Linked DNA regions of Mus musculus: region 2 is linked to region 1. The links are chromatin contacts, called in public HiChIP or PLAC-seq maps. All regions are on one chromosome and are shown on one strand. Each heading gives the region's core, a stretch centred on a gene start, on an enhancer-like site or on the middle of the called end of the contact. The rest is flanking DNA. Distances are from core to core; before and after follow the strand shown.

The links. HiChIP or PLAC-seq counts read pairs in DNA pulled down with a chosen protein or histone mark.
Region 2: a contact with region 1 is called in an H3K27ac HiChIP or PLAC-seq map of extraembryonic endoderm stem cells. The contact joins the promoter of Bcar1 here to the enhancer-like site in region 1. A contact is called at or near these places in 3 of 39 promoter capture datasets (embryonic stem cells and macrophages), 3 of 15 datasets of contacts at CTCF or cohesin (the NIH/3T3 cell line, embryonic stem cells and stem cell-derived epiblast-like cells), 21 of 484 Hi-C or Micro-C datasets (CD8 central memory T cells, the HL-1 cell line, LSK cells and 11 more), 31 of 115 datasets of contacts at active chromatin or transcription factors (the HL-1 cell line, bone marrow-derived macrophages, cardiomyocytes and 17 more) and 6 of 9 other capture datasets (adipose tissue, bone marrow-derived macrophages, embryonic stem cells and 3 more).

The regions. Positions count from the first base shown.
Region 1 is chr8:111,832,610-111,836,601 of GRCm38.p6, forward strand. All of the region lies in intron 4 of Cfdp1 (craniofacial development protein 1), which reads right to left. Among named protein-coding and RNA genes, the nearest start is that of Cfdp1, 20 kb to the right of the region's middle. Within about 2 kb of position 1,677, at least 23 of the 459 cell types and tissues checked have an H3K27ac peak or open chromatin away from gene starts, as enhancers often do. A contact at or near this core is called in adipose tissue, differentiating embryonic stem cells, extraembryonic endoderm stem cells and 4 more, where this site is marked.
Region 2 is chr8:111,742,035-111,746,026 of GRCm38.p6, forward strand. It overlaps Bcar1 (breast cancer anti-estrogen resistance 1), which reads right to left and starts at 1,815. Exons shown (of 7, transcript NM_009954.3): 1 at 1,655-1,815. The coding sequence starts at 1,666. It overlaps Gm51589 (a long non-coding RNA gene), which reads left to right. Exons shown (of 3, transcript XR_003947596.1): 1 at 1-133; 2 at 581-1,074.

The DNA of each region.
Region 1 (3,992 bases), core at 427-2,926:
TCGCATGGAAAGGCACAGACCTGGAATTCTGAGGAACCACTCCTAGCATAAAGGTATCTGAGTTCTTAAGCATCAGGACAAGAAGGAAGTGCTGTTTAAGATGGTCCCAACACTGGCTAAAGGGAACAAGAGAGGCTGAGCAACTGCCTAGCTGGACCTAGAGGCCTCTGGAACCGTGAGAAACTGCAATAGAGCAGCTAGCTGCTTCATGCAAGCTAGTAAATTTTAGGGTCATCTGTTATTCTGCTAAATCAATACCCAAAGTAAACCTGCATCAAAATCTTTGGGATTAATGCTGAACTCAAATACCAGACTCAGGATAGATCCTTTGGGCGTCCTTGTCTTGTAGAGAAGACTAGAGAGATTAATGAAGAACTAACACAGTTTTACCGTCTCCTTCCTGCAAAAGTCCTACTAACAGTGACAAATAAATTCGGCCAACTCCACAACAGTAATAAGTAGAGGAACAACAGAGAAAGACGTCCATATAACTTTGAGAAGGCAACACACCAGCTGGGCATGGTAGTACATGCCTGCGACATCTTCACACAAGGACAGTGAGCAGCAGTGCAGGAGGTCAAGGCCATCCTCAGGCAAATGAGATTCTGACTCAAAAAAAAGAGCAGCAAGTCTGGAAGTACTAACCGGCTTCCTCTGATCTCTGGAGCTTGTAGCCATGTGGAATGGATGACAACAAGAAAGCTGATTTGTTTTACAGAACCCTAGAAAGGCTAATTAAATTTAATGATCAAAGGTGGAAGAGAGGAGGCAGGCAGCCACAACCAGCTCAAAGTCTGCATTAGGAACAACAAAGCCTTTCTTACATCAAAACATGGGCCGTGTCCCACCACTGCTGATCCTGAGGGATCCAGTACATTCAGAGAAAATGAGTTCCAAAGGAGGACAGGCATGATGAATAAAGCCCCATCCTGAAACTAAAGGAATTAAGTGCAAAACCACCTTTACAGGCTGTATATGCCAGAGGGCTGAGGGACAAGGCCAAGTGCTAACCAACCCATAGTGTTCATAGTACTACCAAGGAATAGACACTTGACTGCCTGCTACTGAGGAACAGCTGTTGCCCAACTATAGTACAGCCTAGTCTAAATTCAAATAATACACACTTCAGGAAAAGGGAAAAATATAACAATAAAAAGCCTAGAATTGAAGGATGAGCTTCAGCAGAGAGCCACACAATACCTGACTGACACAGCAAATTTCAAAGGGTCACTATCACAGCTGAACTTTAAGAATGCCAGGATATGAACAACAAGTGGCCCAAGTAACAAAGGGAAGAAAGCAGCAAGCATGAACTTAGGTTTGCCTTTGTTACTCTTGTTTTATAGCAGGGCTGACAAGACTCAAGACTGATAGACGCGTAGGTAAACAAGTTCTGGAAAGCACTCCAGATGCAACGGGACACATGAAGAAACACGATATGGCTTCTGCCACTAGAAACTCAGAGTCCAGAAACACAGCAACAACAAAAGCAACACGACAATCCATGACACACACCAATTGGGAATGCCGTTCTTAATCTCCCTGCCAGTGTCTACAGCACCAACCGGGAAACACTGTGTAGCCTGAGGTACTTCTTAAGGACCCTGATAGCTGACACAAAGAAACAGCAGACTGCTCTCTGCTGGTCACATCCCCAGAGCAACTCCATTCTTTCTGCTATTTTGTTTTCCAAGACAGGCTCTCAAAGAGAGCTCCAAGTTGGCCCGCTCCTGTGCTCAGCCTCCCCTGGGGCCAGAAAGTAACTTCACTTTTAGGAAGCAGTAAAGGATTTAGCTATCACAGTACTTTTAAATAAGAGAATGGTTCTTATCATCATCTCATGCATGAGAGGGACTCCTGATAGGAAAAGGCTATTATTAGCAATAATTAATCCACCTGTTTTTCTATAGAAATTCCATTTTAACTTCATTTTCACTCACTCAACTTCCTGAAAAGTCTTTATTTGGATGGAACTTCCCCATGACTGAAGTTTTCCAAAAGGTGAATCATTTAGGAAAATCTGAGCTCACAGGGTCAGCTGGCTGTGCCAGAGAAAAGGGTAAGAGTGGTCATCTTCCTCCCTTCCCCAAGGCTGAAAGAATTACATAGCTCTCGCTGAGGAAAGACAAACAAAACATGACAACAAAGTCAGAGAAACTAGACGACTAACTTCAAGCTCACATTCCCTCATTCTCACACTTAGAAACTTCTCCCATTAGCTCTCTCATACTTCTTAAAGATGCAGTGATGACAAAAAAGGAAAGAAACAAAGATGTCAAGAAATTAAAAGATATGCTCAAAGACAAACACCAAGTTTGTGCCTGGGTAGTCAAAGTTCAAATCTCCTAAGATCCTTCAAGAAAGTTCTTTATGGTATTTTAAATAATGTGCTTTTTTAAAAAAAGTCTTGCCAATAGCCTGGCAGTGGTGGCACACATCTTTACTTCTGGTGCTTGGGAGACAGAGGAAGGTGGATCTGAGTTTGAGGCCAGCCTAAAAAAATCTTGTCTCAAAAAAACCAAATGAACAAAGTCTGGCCAACACAGCAACTATTAACAGGTTTAAATATATATACTATGTATAACATATGTAACATATAATATAACGGTTGTATATAACAATTAGACATGCATGCTCCAGGTTGGCTTTGATCGGCCTGCTTCCTCTTCCCAAGGGCTCGTGTACAGGAGTGGACCGCCACCACGGGCCTTAGCAAGCTTTTCTAGTCTTCTTGTTTGTTCCTTTGTTTGTTTTTAAGATTTATTTATTTTATGTATATCAGTACACTGTAGCTGTCTTCAGACACACCAGAAAAGGGCACTGGATCCCATTACAGACGTCTGTGAGCCACTATGTGGCTGGGAATTGAAGTCAGGACCTCTGGAAGAGCAGTCAGTGCTCTTAAACGCTGAGCCATCTCTCCAGCCTGCTTTTGTATTCTTTATGGGGAAGGAGTTTGAGAAGACACTCACTTGTTCTGTTACAAATCTCAATAATATATAATGTTTTTAAATGACTATGTTTTACTAAGAACTATAAACAAGATGCATGTGTTGAGTGTGTACTTAATGAAAAGAAAGTGCTTTTATCCTGTTTTATTTGACAGATGGTGCTGCCCTCTTCTGACAAACTGTACACATGCAGGCTCCCTGAGTACTTCAATATTTACAAAAGTGGAGAGAGAGAGCACGCCTTTGATCCCAGGACTCAGGAGGCAAAGAGGCAGGTGGACCTCTGAGTGAGGTCAGCCTGATCTACAGAGTGAGTTCTAGGACAGCCAGGGCTACAGACAAACCCTGTCTCAAAAAGCAAACAAAAAAGTCAAGAGTAGTATCACATGAATGTAATCCCTACACCTGGGAAGCAACAGGCCAGACTCAGTTCAGTGTCAGCCTGGGCTACATTAGATTCTATCTCAAAAAAGAAAAATAATCAAGCCAGGCGTGGTGGTGCACACCTTTAGTCCCAGCACTCGGGAGGCAGAGGCAGGCGGATTTCTGAGTTCAAGGCCAGCCTGGTCTACAGAGTGAGTTCCAGGACAGCCAGGGCTACACAGAGAAACCCTGTCTTGAAAAATCAAAAAAAAGAAGAAGAAGAAGAAAGGAGAAGGAGAAGGAGGAGAAGGAGAAGGAGAAGGAGAAGGAGAAGGAGAAGGAGAAGGAGAAGGAGAAGGAGAAGGAGAAGGAGAAGGAGAAGGAGAAGGAGAAGGAGAAGGAGAAGGAGAAGGAGAAGGAGAAGGAGAAGGAGAAGGAGAAGAAAGAAAGAAAGAAAGAAAGAAAGAAAGAAAGAAAGAAAGAAAGAAAGAAAGAAAATCAGGGACATGTTAAATGTTAACATTTATAAACAAATTTATGAAATTCATAATTTCATGAGAAATTTACTGATTTCTCAAAGCAACAGTAATCCAGCTGATTTTGTTCTTTATTAAGACCGTCCTGTAGATCTCTACATGTGCGAAGTGATCTAAGCCAACACAGGCTTTGCGACAGTCT
Region 2 (3,992 bases), core at 565-3,064, 90 kb before region 1:
GGTGGGGACAGACCTTCACTTCTTCACAGTGATTCTTATCTGTGCAAGTTTCACCAAACCCCCTTATCCTCTCTAGTTACAGACGGTGCCACTGCGGCACAGAGCAGAGAGCCATGACCTGAAATCTTGTGAGGTAAGGGCCTGCATGGACTACTAAACCAATCTTGGCCCTCCTAATCAGAGGCCTGTCCAGAGGGGTACTCCATGGTCATTACTGCCTTGGGGACCCTGGCCCTCCAGCACACTCAGCAGGTCTGCCTTGTTTTTCTGACCAGTGTCCACAGGGGCGGAGCTGGCTGGTGCCCTATGCCCCAAGCCAGAGAAAACTCTGAGCTCTGCAGAACAGCAAGAGCACAACAGAGGAGAGAGGCTTGGCAGGCTTGCTCTCTCTTCCTAGAGATGAGACAATTATGCTTTGAACCAGAAGAGATGGGGGTGGGGGGCTCCCATTAGCACTGCCTGGAAGCCCTAATTTTTTCATCTGTAACTCAGCATTACCGCTTCTAGGGGCGGGCAGGAGCTGAGCTCTCTAATTCTGTAATAACAATGCTTTGCGCTTACAGAACCCTCTCTTCTCCAGGAATCTCTGTACCCTACGGTGGTTAATTAAGAGGCCACTTGCCCTGCCAGGACGCTTGACTGTCTGCATCACGGAGAGAACCCAGTCCCCTGAGTGGATGAAGAGCAGTTCCAGCATAAGGCCAGGCCAGGCTAGGCATGGCTCTGGTCCATTGCCCCTTCCTGTCATCGGGAAAAATGCTTGAGTCAGCAGAGAAACGGTGGCTGTAGGCCATTACTCCAGGGCTGACAGGATGAAGGTGTGGTTTCACACCTCTGTTTGTCCATCTGTAAAGTGGGTTAATGCCTGTACCTGAGTCCATAGAATAATCAATGGAGACCTCAGGAGGAGACCCAAGTGTTAAGGACTGGCCCAAGGGCTGCTCAAGTCTGCCTGGTGGATCAGGAAGACAGAGGACCGGGATGGGATGTCAAGCAAACGGGGAAGCCCCTACAGAAAGGAGCTGCTAGTCGGAAGGTCCTGGGGTTCAATGGACCAACAAAACTTCCCACAAAGTGAGTGTACAAACCAGAGGTAGGGGGGAGGTACGCTATTTTCCAACAGCCAGCCAAGCCAACCATTCTGGGGTAAGGGTGTCTCCGGGGACAAAACAGACCCCGCCCCACTCCTGGCCATCCGGGTAGAGACCCGACAGCACAATAGGGCAGCCCTCCTAGGGAGTTTTCTGGGGAACAGTAGAGACCTTCCCACCCTTCATTCGGCGCAGCTGACCTGGCCATGGGCTTCTAAGGAGTGACAGAGCCCTCTTCTCCGTAGGCCTGACCACTCTGGTAGGAGATAGGGAAAAAGCACGGACCCCACCGGGCCCACTAGTCCCAGAGGCTCTCAAGAGGCTCCCAAACACCCCCTGCCCAACCCAGCCGTGCCGGGGTGCTCCCCGCGGGGCCAGTACGCCCCCCCCCCCGTCCTAGTCCGCTGTCCTGGAAGAGGCTGGAAAAGCCGGGTCTGAGAAGCCGGCTCTGGGGCAGCGCCCCCACCCTGACCCCCACCTCGGCCTGAAAAGAACCTCCGGCGACCCCCGATGGCCCAGGCCTGCGGTAGGGGGCGCGGGGTTCTCAGGCGGTCAGCACTCACCGGCACGGTCATCTTGGCCGCCGCCCCCCCGGAGCCCTGCAGCAGCGGCGCGGGCTAGCTCGGGCTCGGTGGGCCCGCGCCGCTCACAGCCCCCGGCGCGGGGTCCCGGCGTTCTCCGCTGTCCTGCCGGCTGCTTTCCGCCGCCACCGGACAGTCCGGCCGCTCCCCCCGCGCCGCGCATGCGCTGCCCGCACCGCCCCTCCCCCTCCCGCCTGCTCCGCCGCGGGCCGCGTTAAAGGCAAGGACCCGGGACCCCGGGATTTTTTCTGTCGGCACAACTGGTCGAGGAGGCTGGGTTCCCACACCTTGCACGTCCTTCCAAAGGCTACCTCCAGACTTATTATTAGACAATCCCATCCGGTCCGCCCACCCGGTTCTGGAATCCAGAACCCCCACCCCCTCACATCACGTCCCTCAGTGCGGGTCCCAAGGCTCCTACAACCCTACTTTGGGAGCAGTTTAGACTGGCTGAAGGCGATCTTAGATCAGCCTAGCACTACACCAGAATTCCTCTGCCCTCCGAGCCCAGCTGAGAATGAGCTTAGGTCTCCGCCAAAGCCCACTCCATCCCCCCAGGGAGCCCCAGACCCCCAGGAAGCAGCCTGATTAACACTGGATCCCCCTGAAAATAAAATCTAGAGTGGCTTTTAGGGAGGGACCCATAATGGGCCCTCCTGCCCAAGGCTGGAAGACAAGCAGGCCTTCAGGTCTTCCTTTCTTCCATGTTAATCACCCCTAATTTCTTCAGCTGTTTCACACTTGGTATGATGCCCAAACATGCACCTGCAAGCAGTGGGCACACGGTCTTCCGACTGCCACGCCCTCGCTTCTTTCACCTTCCCTCTCAGTACACTGAGGCTCTGAGCTCCATCAGCTACCAAGGGCATAAGACCCAGGGGTCTGTCCTGCTGCCCAACCACATATAACCTGTCACTGCTCCATGGGACCTCTTCCTGGGTAAGGCCAGACCCAGGGTAATTAATGGCTGCCACGGCCTGAGAAGGAGAGTGCAAACCTACATCAAGTGGGAGATGGATTCTATGGCTTTGCTTTGTCTAGGAGCCTACTGCTTTCCTAAGGGAACCTGTTCCGAAAAGCTGATTGGCAGCAGCCTTCCCTCCTGAGAGGACCTCGAGAGGGCGAGAGCTTCAGCTAGCTAGTATATAGTACTTGGGGACAAGGCTGCTGTGACCCGAAGCTGCTGCCTCCTCCTCCTCCTCCTCCTCTTCCTCCTCTTCCCCCTCCTCCTCCTCCTTCTCCTCCTTCTCTACCACCACCCCCACCACCACCTTCCTTTCCTCCTCCTCCATTTTTTCCTCCTCTTCTTCCTACTCCCCCCTCCTTTTCCCCGTCCTCCTCGCCTGGTTTATTTTATTTTGCGTGTGTGAGTGTTTGTGCATCCATGTGTGCATACCATGTACCTGCCTGCTGCCCTCAGCGGTCAGAAGACAGCATGGGATCCCCTGGAACTGGAGTTATGGAAATTATCAGCAGCCATGTGGGTACTGGAAACCAAACCTGGCTCTTCTGCGAGAGCAGAGGATGCGCTCCGTCCCAGGGACAAGCTTTTTTTTTTTTTTTTTTTTTTTTTTTGTCTTCCAGATGTACAGTGGTTGGAGGGCCGGGTGACTGGAGATGGAGTGAGGGTGGGTCTCTAACTTCCTCAGAGGCTCAGGGGTGGCCTCTGATCCCCCAACTTTTTTCTCCTGAGGTCTTGGGGGCAACCTTAGTCCCCTCAACCCTCTGGTAGATTCTGAGAAGGAACTCAACAATGAGGGAAGATATTTGAGAAAGAGGGACATCAGGACAGCCACCAGAGCCAGGTCTTGATTCCAGGACTGATGAGGGGGTCTTCGATACTTTGAACAGGGTTGCCCCTGTACCTCTTGAATACATGTTCTCAAGGTATTGCTAGGAGAGGGCAGACAAGGCCACAACAACCAGAGGGGTGCCTGGGCCGACAGCTGCCATCTCCTCAAAGGGCATTCTGTGTGTGTCTGGCACATGGCCCTACCCGTGCCCACCCGCCCGCGCCCAGCTGGCACCCGGGATTCTGAGCTGAGAACAGCAGTTCAGCCTGGCGCCTGGGCTCTAGGCCACACGCGCCGGAGGTCCCGGAGCCCCGCCCCTCCAAGTCAGGCTCCTCCTCCCTTTTCATTTCCTCTGGCTGGGAAAAGCGCAGGACTTTAGCTTCTGTTTATTCTAGGTGTCCAGGCTAGAAGACGATGAGTGAGCAGTAGGTAAAATATGCCTTCCACACTCTGGGTACAGAGAAATGGGGTCTCAGAGGATAGTGCATGTGGGGTCTGGCTTTGGAAGCCAGCTAGTCCTCCAGCGT